Regions from separate parts of the Gasterosteus aculeatus genome. Here all the other regions are linked to region 2. A link is a contact called in public Hi-C data. All regions are on one chromosome and are shown on one strand. Each heading gives the region's core, a stretch centred on a gene start, on an enhancer-like site or on the middle of the called end of the contact. The rest is flanking DNA. Distances are from core to core; before and after follow the strand shown.

The links. Hi-C and Micro-C count contacts between places; a contact is called where the count stands out from the background.
Region 1: a Hi-C map of skeletal muscle shows a contact between it and region 2, with 15 times the contacts expected there. The contact joins two enhancer-like sites. A contact is called at or near these places in 3 of 6 Hi-C or Micro-C datasets (skeletal muscle and whole body).
Region 3: a contact with region 2 is called in a Hi-C map of whole body, with 4 times the contacts expected there. The contact joins two enhancer-like sites. A contact is called at or near these places in 3 of 6 Hi-C or Micro-C datasets (skeletal muscle and whole body).

The regions. Positions count from the first base shown.
Region 1 is chr8:6,730,921-6,735,345 of fGasAcu3.hap1.1, forward strand. No RefSeq gene overlaps it. Among protein-coding and RNA genes, the nearest start is that of pde4dip, 10 kb to the right of the region's middle. Within about 2 kb of position 1,476, at least 2 of the 9 cell types and tissues checked have open chromatin away from gene starts, as enhancers often do.
Region 2 is chr8:6,645,087-6,649,859 of fGasAcu3.hap1.1, forward strand. kifap3a (kinesin-associated protein 3a) reads right to left here. Exons shown (of 20, transcript XM_078107905.1): 20 at 1-1,186. The coding sequence ends at 1,087. Among protein-coding and RNA genes, the nearest start is that of ntmt2, 21 kb to the right of the region's middle. Within about 2 kb of position 2,640, at least 1 of the 9 cell types and tissues checked has open chromatin away from gene starts, as enhancers often do.
Region 3 is chr8:6,765,117-6,769,951 of fGasAcu3.hap1.1, forward strand. pde4dip (phosphodiesterase 4D interacting protein) reads left to right here. Exons shown (of 44, transcript XM_078107906.1): 4 at 2,695-2,805; 5 at 4,619-4,695. Among protein-coding and RNA genes, the nearest start is that of pde4dip, 24 kb to the left of the region's middle. Within about 2 kb of position 1,290, at least 1 of the 9 cell types and tissues checked has open chromatin away from gene starts, as enhancers often do.

The sequences.
Region 1 (4,425 bases), core at 226-2,725, 85 kb after region 2:
CACTGTTTGTGTGATTAAGTCACTATTATTACGCACTTTTCCTAAACACAGATGCGGGCTCCAATACACCCTCTGTTGGATTGTAAAGGAAACATAATTAGCTTGAAACTGCCATCTCAAGGTTACGCTGATGACCATGTGTACTGCACGCTCATTGCCAACCAGCGCTTAGTTCTTTTTCTCAGGAAGTGAGACAATCTGGCTGCTTTTCCCCCCATTAAAAACATGCTTACCTGTTTTTTTTCTGATTAACATACTACTTTTAAAGGGATACATTTCACAACGGTTTAATGGGCTCAGAGGTCATTAAATTCTCTTAGAAACTGAAGACCATGTAAACTTTAAAGGAGAACTCTGGCTTCATTTTTGGAGACGCTTAGCACAATTTTCCCCCCGTGGAAGTGCTCCGTGCCAATGCAGGAATAGTGTGTGTTTCAGGCGGCGGGGCACAAAGTAAAGGCTTCCAACAAAAGACGTCCCGTCCTATTGTGACTTTATGTGTTTCGGTAGAACCGTTTTAGTCACTTTCCACAACAGAACCCTTCACCCACGCGTCAGCAGTCGGCGTGTGGAGCAGAGAGTAGTTCGGAGCTTTCTCCCTCTCGAGCCCTTATTTCCATGCTTCACTCAGCTTTTTCTGACACCATTCGTGGGAAAGACCGAAGGCAGCATATTTTTCCCACTTCTGCGATTCAAGGCGCTGAATCCAGACACAGAGATCAACGCCGGCGGGCTTTTTTGCACCAGCGAGGACGTTGAAAACGAAAGAAACAACTTGACTTTATATGCAGTTTGACAATATAATTCCAATTGTATTGTTTCAAGCACGCTCACCTCTTGAGGCTTTTCTGTGAGAAAGATGATTTTGTGTGACTTGGACACCAGAATGTTTTTGCTTTTCAAAATAAATTCTTCACTTGTATTTAAAATTCTTGGCACTGCATGTTAATGCTAAGTTGTCCAGGTTCTCTGTTGAGACCAGCTGAGGCTGCTTGGTGAAATAATGGGTTGAAGGAAGTCAGGCGTGTCGGATCGAGCCGACCAGATTATATAATGATAGATTATATAGTGGAGGTAGGAACACATTCAGATTCAAAAGCGCAGGATTAGGTTTTTTAGGTGAAAACCTAAATGCTGTTTTTTCTCCCTTGCTGCATGCAACACAGTGACAAAGATAGCTTGAGTAACTTAATTATGGTGTGATAAAAGCTACTGGCTTGGCTTAAATGGCTGTTGTAAGCGTTCTGTCCCTGGGTGAATTAGCATCTTAATTCTCTGCTGAGGACCGCCAGCGCAACAACCAGAAACAACAACAATTATGGTGAGTAACGTGACGTGAGCTTCTAGAAACCCGTAATGTATAATCATCTCCAGAGTTCAAATTCCCTCATGGCACACAGACTATATTCAGTGTTGGGAGGACTTACAGGATGTCCGGCCTCTCGCAGCAGAACACGTTAATGCAACATGTGAGAGGTCTCAGCAGCACAGACATTTACTGAACACGGGGAACGGGACATTATTCCTCCAACAGGCCCTCCGATCTGCTATGGTTGTGTTGCTTTAAAAGCGTCTCTTCAAAAGAGGGGCACCGTTATCAGATTATAAGCCGAGCCTGTTGAGCTGGTATCTACTGTCCGAACCTCTGGCCTTTCTCAGCTGCATCTGACGTCACGGTGTGAGGATCAGAGCTGCAGATCCATCCATCTCCATCGGCTCAACCTCCAACTGTCAGGCTTAAAGTATCAGAAGCAAGAAGCTTTGTTGGGAAAAAGAAAATCGACCAACATCTGAGTTTTGTTGCTCAGAGACAACCGTGACTTGTGATCACCTCGAAAGGGGAAACGTGAGTGTCTGTCCATTGTTAACCTTTACAGGGAGTCTCAGATTATCAGCTGTCTTACTCCCTCTGCTGGACATTGATGGTCCACATAGGTGAAGATTAGGAGAAGATCCTGACCGCAGGAAGGAAAGAGCCGCTAAAGTGAGCAAATGCTGCGCAGCTAACAAGCTAATATTGTCAAGTAGTGTCTGTATATGAACTAAAACTAAAGCTAAAGTAAACAGAAATAACTCTCTGATATTTAGTTAGAAATCAACCTGAAGAATGATCTCCGGATGCATCTTGAAAGAAGCAAGTAGAACACACAATGGACTGATGGAGCCTCGCAGTTGAACCCACATGTTAAAATAAAGTGAATAAACTGCACTGTGGAAGACTTTAAACTACTGGATTACAGAGAAAAATACTTTGGTAGGAAGGCAATCCTTTCAAAAGATACGATAAATAATAGTGCTGATTCAGTCCCTAAATTTCTGAAGAAAAATCACAAAAATACACTTCACTGCCTGGAATATCAACAGGAATATAAACAAGACCTTTTTTCCATACATATTCTTTTTACTTCTGGGGAAAAAGCCAATCTGAAGTTTAAAATGTCTTTGTTTTACGAACAGAAGACACATTTAAATGACTATGTAAAAGACCTTTTTATGAACTCTAATAATGACGTATCAAGAGAAAAATGCCAACAAACATAAGACAATAGCAATACAAAGGTGAAATACCATCTTGCATACAAATCTAGATTCAACGCAAGAAACTGTTGCTATCCTGTGACGAAATGATGCATGTGTGTCTTAATCTCTTCGTTTTCCTCCCATGTTCCTCTGAGCTGCTGACTGAGGCCGAGAGGAGCAAAACTACAAACTCCATCTGGAGTGGAGTTTCCTGTAATGGGCTCCAGGCCGGCCAGTTGGAGATGATTATTCGGAGAAACACGACACTGGGCTTGGATCAAATCAGCCCAATGCGGGCACATGTTACAGGTCTGGGCATGTGGACGTCCAAACATACGCGTGTGTGTGTGTGTAAGAGAGCGAGCATAAGAGCGGGCTACAGTTTATATGCCTTTTGATCAGTGCCTAAACTTGAGGCTATGAGGAATGTTTCTTTTTCTCCTTTGAAGGCAGTTTGAGTTTTCTGTAATAGTTTCGGTTCAGCTGGGCCTGTGTTTATGCGTGTACGTGTACGCGCTCGGCTCTGTATAAATGGGGGTGAGCTCTGAAATGAATATCATTGTCACATCTTGTGCCAGAGCAAATTCCCCGTCCAAAACGAGCAATTTGGAGCCAACGCCTGCCGCTGGAAAATCTGCCTTCAATTTTCCTCCACTGGTGGCTGTGCATGCGCTCGCCTCTCTGACTCTTTCTCTCTCTCACACACACACACACACACACACACACACACACACACACACACACACACACTCACCCTACACTCACACATTAACTTGCAGATCTAGTTGGCCCGCAGCAAGTGGACCTCACAGTTTATTTTTTTCTCAATTATCCATTTAGGGTAAGTGGCAGGCGCCTGATGGGCTCCGTGCCGAGAGGAAATGTTTGTATTGTCCTCATTTAACAATGGCGTTGACTCTAATGCCTGATTAGCGAACACGAGTCAGCACTGAGGAATAGGTTGGTGAGACAGTTGCTTTGTTGCTTTGATTTTCTAGTTCCAGTTATCGCTTCCTACCATCACAACCTCGCCGGACTCACACAGACTGTTTTCTTTTTTCTTTTATGTAATTCATTCATTTTTTTTTTTTTCAAAGATACAACTCCTGCATCGGCACAAATACCTTCTGAGCTGTGAGTCTTGGGTACATTTCTCCATACATGCTGTTCCAAGTCGAGTACACGTCTGTGTGGACGTGGTCAATGTTTGTGACTCAAATCGATGGAGGATGTGTGAGTTACCTAAAAAAATTACAGGATTTTCCCAACATGAACATGAAGGTCTGAAGGCCGCTGTTTGTTTCCAGTGTGCAACACATCACGGTTGTTAAACTCAGCATTGTCAAATTATGTAACAGATTTACTTTTCAACTCACAGACAGATGATGTCGTCCTGCTGATAGAGAAACAACAGATAAACAGAGAGGCTTTGTCGCAGTGTTTCAGCTTTACTTAAAAAAAAAAATAAGTATCAAACTCCATTGAGTGAAGCAGCAGACACAGACCCAGTTAAAATCACAAAGTAATGCATTTCTGCTGGTTAGAACGCGACTAAGTTATAAATTCACTCTGTTATTCCTGAGAATAGAAACATACCTACTGTCTCTCAATATATTTGAATCAGCCCATTAAAAACATCCCCAACATGTGTGCGTTCTTTAAGGACATCACCTCACGTGCGCTCTGTGGTCCGGACCTCTTTGGCTGATCCTTTGTGTGATCCAGACTCTGTTTGTGAGCACAGAGGCCTCCAGTACACGTACGGCATGTGGAACCAAACCGAGCTCCGGGTTCAGCCAAGCAGGGCCGCGAAAAGCTCTGACTGCAGTTTCCAGAACGAGTGTGTTCAGATCGGCCGTAACTACTGGTTTCCATGGCGGAGAGCGACTTGGCGGGGTGGAGGGT
Region 2 (4,773 bases), core at 1,390-3,889:
AGCGCTACAGGCACATCAAGGATAAGATGAGTACAAATGAATGATTTAACATCTCGGCATTTTTAAGACAATGGAGGCTATTAGATTTCTTAAGTTATATTCAGAGAAATTAATAAATTATATCAATCCAGCTTCTAGTGAAACAGTGCTTTTTATTGTATGATGCTTTGTTTTTTGGAAATAGCCACGTAATTTGATACTAATTATAGATTATTCAGGTTTATGTGATGTGGAGTTAAAGGTTTGTGGATTTATGAGTAAGCGTCATTTTCCCTATAATATGAACCAAATTACAGTGATCTTCAGCAATCTCCTTTGGAAATCAACAAAAATATGAAACTGCAAGTACAACGTTATTTAACTATTTTGAATGCATAACGTGTGTGTGTTTTCCTCCCCTGAGCAATAGAGCTCCATTATAAACACATCAATGAGTCACGATGTTGTACTCTGTTAAACGCTCCTTCACCACGATGAATACACACTAGTTTATTTGACTGAATCACACGTGAAACATTGTGATGCCACAAGTACTCCGAGAAAAACATGTGGATTAATCTGCTACTGAAAATATTTCCCGAAAATGCATTTAATTCTGTCTGATATCTTTCCATGTATTTTCTTTTTGCCTGATGTTGGGTTTATGAACGCTCACATTACACGGGTTATATTCACAAAAGAAACATTCGGTTGTGTCAAACCTGACGGTAAAACCAGAAAAACGCACTTCAGTGTTAAATTGACATCTTAGTGACAAAACAGTGTCATACAGTTAATCACAAAACACACAAATTAAGCTTCCGTTCACAGCATGGGTTCTTAAAATATTCAAATATTCACAAAATGTGAATAAAAGTTCAAAACTCCAAACCAACCTTCATATGTTTTTGTTTTAAGTGCATTCTGTTTATATAATATAACATGACACATGTGACCGACGGTTGTGAGGATAATTCTTTCACGGTGACGACTTGCTAAGCGATGCGTGCAGGGAAGAGGCGAGTTGAAGCTGCGCCTCCACGCTCAACACGCAGCTGTAGTGGAGCACACTGGGTGCAGTGGTGCTGTGTGTGAGAGGCTCCAGGTTCACCGGGAGGCCGTGTTGTAGTCGTAGAAAAACTCCTCACCGGGACGGAAGCCGTAGGCGTTGAGCGGTCGATCTACCGGGGCGAACTGCTCCGACAGACTGAAAGGACAAGCGGAGGAATAAATGAATACAATTCAATACGTGACCCCTCAAAATATAAAACAAGTCTTTCACATGGTTATGACTGAAACGGAGACAATTGTGACGACGAAAAGCAGCAGCAGCGAAGTTGGACACAAGCAGGAAAGGGTTCAAAGCGCGGCCTGCTTCCACGTCTCCGTTGGTGGGACCATTCGGTGGAGGTCAGAGGCTGTCAGCTGATCAAAGAACATGATGCAGCACTGATCCTTTCGAGAAGTGAGCACCAACGGCCAAGATAGCAAGTCAATTTAAACGCAGAAAGCAACTGGGAATTTTGTGACATAATTGAGTAGTTTCACTTACTTAAATATCCCTCAAATTTGTATTTCAATTATTTGTTTTTTTGTGTGTATTTTCTACAATAGTGAGCTCACAGTTTGCCTGTGCCTGTTTCAACATGAAAAAAAGCCCCCTCCAGAACAGGAACGTCAACTGCGAGGTTCAGAGACTCCAACCAGGTCACTCGTGCTCCTGAACGGGAGCGTAGAAAGCACCTGCACCACCACCAGGTGGAGCTCTGACACCGGACATCCCTGTGGAGCCTCCCCCCACACTTCCCCGGGGCTGGACCCATCAGTCATGGTGAAGAAAAAGAAAAACCTCACAAAAGTTAATGTAGTATTCATCTGCCTGGTGCAGGTGCTGGACGTCCACCCAACGAGTGTGTGAGTTACAGGCAGCTAATGGCCGGAGGGGTAAACAGCGGAGCAGCCAAGCCGTAAAAACCCAAAACAACCCGGAAAGATGTCAAAACACGGCGGCGTGACGGAGGCCGAAGGCTGACGGCCAAACCTGGAGGACCTGGCCGCCCTGTGCCTGGCAACGGGAGGCCTGTAGAGGGGGGTGATAAAAGGCACCGTATCTGCACCGTGCAAATGGGTTACCGCGGCGATGCGGAGGGCGGGGGTCCAGTTTGACGCCCCATCTTCTGACATCTTCTGACTTTTGGGTTTGTGTCTGGTGGCGGCGGCGGGGCTCGGGGTCAACTGCAACGGCCCCCTTGCCACCTCGGCAGGATGCGGCGGTGGATGGGCGAAACCGGGGCCCCGACGGACGACAACCACGTCCCCCCCCCCGTCTCTCCCTCTCCTCGCCGCTCCTCCCTCGCCTGTCTAAAATACGAGCGGTTTGCTTTGCCCCTGCAAGCGCCTATAATGACGTGTTGTTTTTAGCCAAATCACTTCCAGCGATCAGTTACACAGCTTGCAGCATATCCACCACCCCCTCCTCCACCTCCTCTCCATTTTAACTTCGCCCCCTGCTGCCCCTTACTCCCCCTCCCACCCCCCTCCTCCAACCACCATCTCTCTGGGCAGAAATATGTCTTTTTCCTCTCCGCACGCTACGGCTGTCAGGGGGGATTTGAGCGCGCGGCTAAAAGAGGCCGGAGGAACAGTGGAGCTCTGAGTCACAGCATCCGCCCGCCCGCCTGCACGTCTGCCTGTTTCTATGGCTGACTGGCTGGCTGGCTGCTCACGACTCGTATCCTGAAGTTCAGACTGGAAAGCTTTGATGGTTCACAGAATAGTAACTGTGAGCATTTAGATTATGGGCTGATCAGAAAAGGTTTAAAAGTTTTTAACCTAAACCGTGAAGGCTATTAAATTCATTTTATACATAGAATTCAATTAGAAGATTTGGGTATTTATGGCCAAACCGACTTCTTAATATCTCTTGTGCCATGCTGAGTGTGCAGGTTCCAACCAGGTGAAACACATTGCGACTAGATTGTCTTAGTTTAATATTTCAGGCAGATTAAAGAAAGGCCTACTGAACATATTTATGTGCAATTTAAGTTTGTTCTTCACACTTCTGTCAGATCTATCTAGAGACCCTTAAAAGGGGGTTTGACAGACAGCTGACAAATCATCAACTGTCTGATTCAACTTCAAATGCAAACATTGACTCAAGACTGCCAATAAATTACAGGGATGTGTAATAAAATGTTGTGTTTTCCTTTGCAAAATGTAGATTAACATTTAATTTCGGAGATTGTGAAGAAGTTGAAGCTAGCAGTTACAAGCGCTAATGATTGACTAGATTGTTTCAAGATTAGTGATGAAACCAGAAACTGCCATTTTGACCTGAGCGGCACTCCGAAGGAGAACCATGAAATAATACTATGAAAACTGAACCATTAAATATGGTGTAACTTTTTCTACAGACCCACTGGCTCTAATGTCGATCTGGAGTCAAATCGTACTCCGGCGTCAACGGAAAAGCTCCCGTCGCAGGCAGAAGTTCAAAAACACTGTGACTGAGGAAATGTAATTCATCCCACCGGGTAAGTGATGCTTTTTAATCACGCTTTGATTTTCTTTTTCGAGCCCTGTGGTTCTGGACGCCATGAATGACGGCCGACACAGCTGCTGATATTCCTCATTATGATACATGCAAATCAACCTGTCTGTCCCCCGCAATTCACTTCACGTGTGTCAGTGTGTGTCGAGACACGTCGGCCAAATGAGGCGGGCGGTTGGGGGTCGCTGAGACAAAGGGGCCCCGGTGTTTCCACAAATGCCAGTTTGGCCCCAGAGGAGCGGCTGCAGGAGTCGGCGGGGACACGTCCCATCCCGCAGAGGACATTCCTTGGTGGCGAACAGGAAAAGGGAATCAGGCCTTTTTCCTCCTTTGGCGTGACCTCCACCCCACGTCCCGAACCCCCCCCCCCCCCCACACACCACTATGTCTGTCTACTGCAAGGCCCCCGCTTTGATCTCACCCTGCTGCCACTGCTCAGGTTACTGCTAACCAACACGCGGGTAAGTAACCAGGCCTCGCGTCCTCCACCTCCGTCCTCCCTGCCAATCTCAACGTCTCACCGGATCGCGGTGCCGCTCCGCTTCTCCTTCCCCTTCGTATATTTTGCACCTTGCTACTTTCCTTCGGCGCCCCGTCACATCCTAATAGCCTCTCCGGGCTCTCAGTGATCCTCCCGTTGGCTTGTTTACTGGTGCACACTAGTACTAGTACTAGTACTAGTACTGTGTTCCACCACTCTTCTCAATTTAAACTGTACATTTGTCCTCAAAGTGTGTGATTTAAAAATGGAATCAGAGCTGACTAATAATATTCAACTGAAAGATCGTTGGGCTGATGTCTCTGTGTCTCTTCATTTAATGCTTTGTCTAAATGATCAACTGTCCAGAAAATATTTATGAAAAATAAAACATCTAGAATTCTAACAAACTCCACTGGAACTAAATTAGCATAAATAAACATTTATAATACGACTGAATGTATATAATCATATATACTAAAGTCTCATAAACATAAAATGGAGTAGTGTGCTACTAGTATTATGGATATTAAATACATTTTAAAGTTAAAGTTAAAAAATCTGCTTACGAAGGATGAAGAAATGTGAATGTGAAGGACTGAGCAGCACCCTGTTCTAACTACTGACTCCTCTTCACGTATCGGTGAGATGGATGGATCCCTTTGCTCAGAATTGAACAATTAGTTTTGAGGACTTCATTTAAAAAATGTTATATTTGCTTTGGAAGAATCTAAACTAGAGTTTCTTCACATATCACACATACTTT
Region 3 (4,835 bases), core at 40-2,539, 120 kb after region 2:
ACGCTTTGAGTGTTTCTAGAGGTTGGATGTGCAGCACCTAATGTGGCCAAAAATATGTGCACATCCTAAAGCTGTGAATAACATTGAGTTCTCACAATTACATGACAGACTCATTTTTGACACACACTTATTGCAATTTGAACATTTACAAATGTTTGACGTGTGCACATTAGTGTGCTCTGAGGTGCACACAGCAGTGCAGCGTTGACATTGGTTTCCTTACATATGCATCTACAAACTGTTACTATATATGAAAATATATACAATCATTACAACGACGACAATGTTTTCTATTACTGTAAATTGTGTTTTTGGAGGAAGCTTCGGGTTCTGGGACCTTGTGATAAGCATTTTTCACAATTATACAGCAATTCCTAGGTAAATGAATGGATTAAAATACATAAATATATTTATTCGTTTATTTATTTATTTTTGAAAATGATAATTCATTGAATAGATAACATCCTATTCCTCACAATTATAATATATTTTTTAAGTTTCTATTCATGTTGCTTTTAACAGCTTTACTCTTTGTATAACTATGTATGTATGTATATATATATATATATATATATATATATACTGTACATAGTTATTATTATTTATAAAAGAGTAAATCATCAACACTGTATATCAATACTATTCACTCTTTAAAGTTTTAAAATTAGTATTTATATATATATATACTTCATTGTACTATGGATGTTTTGTATTAATGTAACTAATGCCTGTGTTTCTGCTGCGTAAATGCTTCAGTGTAGTTGTTATTAGACTAAAAGCCACATGTTCACACTGTTTTTTTTTTATGCAAGCCGGGCTTGAATCCTAAAATGATGGACTAAGTTGAATTGAAAGGAAAATAAAGGCTATCGTTACACTAATGACAGATTTGGGCCCTACCAAAAACAGATGTGTGGTTGTTTTATGCAGAACTGCAGTCATCATTTTGTGGTCTGTATCAGTGTTACACAAAAAGACATTTTAAAAGAAAAACTAAGAAATTCTGCTTGAACATAATAGACAATAATCAGTTATGTGTGTTTGTGCAGTGTCTTCTTTGTATTTTCTGTCAAACTATTTCACCATCAAACCATCTGTTTGTACTTTCTCTTCTATCTGTATGTCGCTCTGGTGCGCATGAATGTGCAGAATGTGAAGACAACATGTGTTGCCGCGTTCGATGTGTGTGGCTGTAATCCGCCGTCGGTCCGTCTCGTGCTGCGTGCCAGCCGTTAGGACGTTCCTGCAAGTGTGTGATCAGCAATGTCTCACCACCTCAGCATTCCACAGTGACAGCCGCAGGGCAGCGCCTCTGCAAATAGCCCCTGGATCTGCAGAGATGCTGATCCAGAGGTCTCAGGTAGAGCATAAGCGCCTCCCCGTGGTCACACTCGGGGTTCACCAACAAGGATCATACCTGCAGGTCTAGATGGGCTTTTTTGTATTTAACTCATGAAGAATTCATATTTGGTCTATTTGGTTCTGCAGTTGTTTAAAGGAGCGTCAGGGCCATTGCTTTCTTTTATGTTAGCTCATCTGACAGGAAGTTTAGTTTTGCTTTCTTGCAGCTGACAAGAAGTAAGGGAAGGTTTTTTGACATCTTGGTTACGTTAGATGCGTTGCGTCACCGTCATTGTAAAACTTTATATAGAATCACCCTCTAATGAAATACACTCATTCCAAACCTATGGAGACAAATTTAAACAGAAAAAAAACTACTTGTTATATATTGCAGTATAATCTGAATAGACATCTTGACATCCTTGATGTACAAATCACCAAATCACAGCATGACCAAGCCATGGAACAAAGGGAGCTTTGCCATCCCATAATTCCTCAGTCCAAGTGCTTCTCTCAGGTTGTCTTCCCTCAGCTCTTCTACATCCCGTCTTTCCTCGATCATATGACATTTCCCATCATGGCCATGGGATGATATTATAAGGGAATAAGCCTTTTGGCTTCTTCCACCACTGCAGCCTCCTTGTTCTCCCACATAACTTTGAATAACTGGTGCTTCAGCAGCTGTCAGTCACACTCAGACCTCTCAGGCTTCTCTTCAGGGAAACTGTTCACCAGTTGTCCTTTGTGGGCCTTGGACTCGTAATATGATTTGACTTTATACATCTCATCTTCTGTCGATGGGCTGTAATCCTTCCATCCATCGCTATGTTGGAGCAGGAGATCTTAAGCAGAACCCGTACTTCTTTTCTCATGGTTTTAGGATGTGTTAAATCGCCTTGGTTAGGATTTTTACATTTTTAACATTAACTTCCTCTTCCCTTCCCTTTGGTAAAGATGTTTTGTTTCTTTATTTAAACCGATCACGTCTCCCACACATTTGAAAGTTTGAATGTTCATAGACTTTTATCAACAAATACACTCCTGCCATAGATTCTTGGCATAACTTCCTTATGGTTTAAAATAGAACCCCCCTCCCGTCCCGTCCCGTCCCGTCCCTTGCCTGCGTGCCATCCCTTAATGCTTCCATCTCTGTCCCTGTTCCTGCCTGTTGATGTGTGACAGCAGGGGAGAGCGGATCATCTGGGTTCCGTATCACTGGGAGAGCTTGTTTCTTCAGCCCTGTCTTTTCACATACTGCGTGGTACTGAATGGGGGGCTGCCATGCCCCCTACGACGGAGCCACCTGTCGCCATGTCTAACGCTGGTTTCCCCGGTTGCCGCACTATCTCGCAGCACCTGAACGACCTGAAGAAGGAGAACTTCAGCCTGAAGCTCCGGATCTACTTCCTGGAGGAGAAGATCCAGCAGAAGTTTGAGGAGAGCAGTGATGGCGTGCACAAAAGGGTGAGTGTGGACACACATTTATGCTTTGGGAGCTATCAGACCCGTGCTCTGGATGCTTTCCTGCATCGGCTCTGCAGTCCAGGCGGCCTGGTTGTTGTCCAGAGCTGCAGGTTCGTCTTTGACAGTTATTAGCACTGACAGAAGGTCTCAGGCTGCTCTGCAACAGTTCATGCAGTGCTGTCAGTCATACATTTCTGCCTGTGCAGCTGTTTTCTGAGATGATGCAGTTCCTTCGGGCCTATCACCCACTATGGGACACCCGAATTAACAGGAAACGTGAACTCTCTTTGGTTTCTCCACTGAGCTCCAAAGCATCACTCAAATCAAACACACGAATGAAGCTCAGCACTGACAGAGAACACCATCAATGTGTTGCATTACAGAGGAACCACTCCTTTATCGGCAGTGGGACCGGCCCATAAGCACTGTGAGACGTCTCTGTTGGCTTAAATGACCCGTCAATGTAGCCGCAGAGACCAAAGCTGTGGCAAGCCACACGCAGATGGTTTCTCTGTATGCCATATCTGGCTACCTGTTCTCCTTTATGCACTCAACAGTGTTGATTCATTAGAACATGACTACTCATTTTTACAGCTAGTCAACTATTTTTAAGGCCTTTTTTTTCCAGAAGAATCCGGATGTGTGAAAGCTTTGTATGTACACATGTGATTCATCGTCGGCATGATCTCTATTCGGAAATGGGTAGAAACGTGGAACAAAGAGTGAAAGCATTTTGACAACATTTGAGGGCGATTGTATTTAGATGGCAGCTGATGCTTATTTTTCCTTCCCCTACGGTGAGTGTCTGACCTGTTTTCTGTCAACTATAGACCCAACATGACCTACATCAGGCTAGCCGGAGGAACCCTCAGGGCCGCTATTTGCATGCAGGCGCGCACCGTGCATGAAATGAATTATTGTAATTATTATTTTGCATCTACGCAGTGGAAGCAACAACTCACATTGTGTGTCAATAATCAAACGTGACGTTCAGTACACTAACATGTAACTGCGAAAACAAATCACCCGTGCTGGCAGATCCCTGCGTGTGAGTAAACTGACTACCAGTTCAGTCCAGTTGGTTGCTGCATTAACAGCCAAGAGTTAAAAGTGGAGACGTTGCCGGGGGCACGGAGGAGGACGGGGGAGAATGGGGGAGTCGTGGATTTTGCACTGAGGCTGGTGGCACCAGCGGAGACGGATTCAGCAGGTGCTCATATCCCTACCAGCTATTTATAGACGTACAGAGCTCCCTGAAATACAAGTCAACACGTGCAGCTTGGGAAGCACGTTCAGTGTGTCTCTCACTGCAGCACTGAGCAGAACTCAATGTGGGAAAAAAGAAAGAAATATAGTGTTTTTCTGCATGAAGATCAACTGGATAATATTGTAGATGTGTTACAATTGGTTACGCAAGACATGAAAACAATGGTTTTCTGCTCTGTCGAGGCATCAGTATCGTAGGTTATAACCACTGTAAACTGGAGCTACGTTAATGTGCATTGATGTACACTTTAACACACCAGCGAATCAAAAGAAGTATTCTCTCTAGCGCTGGAATCGGTGTGATGTCAATGCTGGCATATTACGCCAGCCGTTAGCTGCAATCATGGAGACATCTAGCTTATATCGATCTTTTTCAAGATTTAGAAAACTGACTTTGTTTTCAGTCCATTCTGCCTCTGCCTGGTTTTACGGTCAGCAATATCAGACAATAATGTTACTTTGACTTAATACCCGAGTGAGATTTTCAAAAATGTACTCTTCTTGCCTGCATGTTCTTATTGTTTTGTCTGATTAATCTCTTTACCAGAACATCGCGTTGAAGGTTGAAGTGGAGAGTCTGAAAAAGGACCTTGAGGAGAAACAACAGCTCCTGGAGGAAGCTCTGTGAGTATTTGGATCCTTCATTCTTAGCTGCTATGATGGTGTCATGTTGAGAATCTCCGGGCCAAATGTATCCAACTACTCAGTCGTAGTTTATATTAGCGTGTCTCCGACAGTCTGCTTGTGCTGCACAGATTTACTGA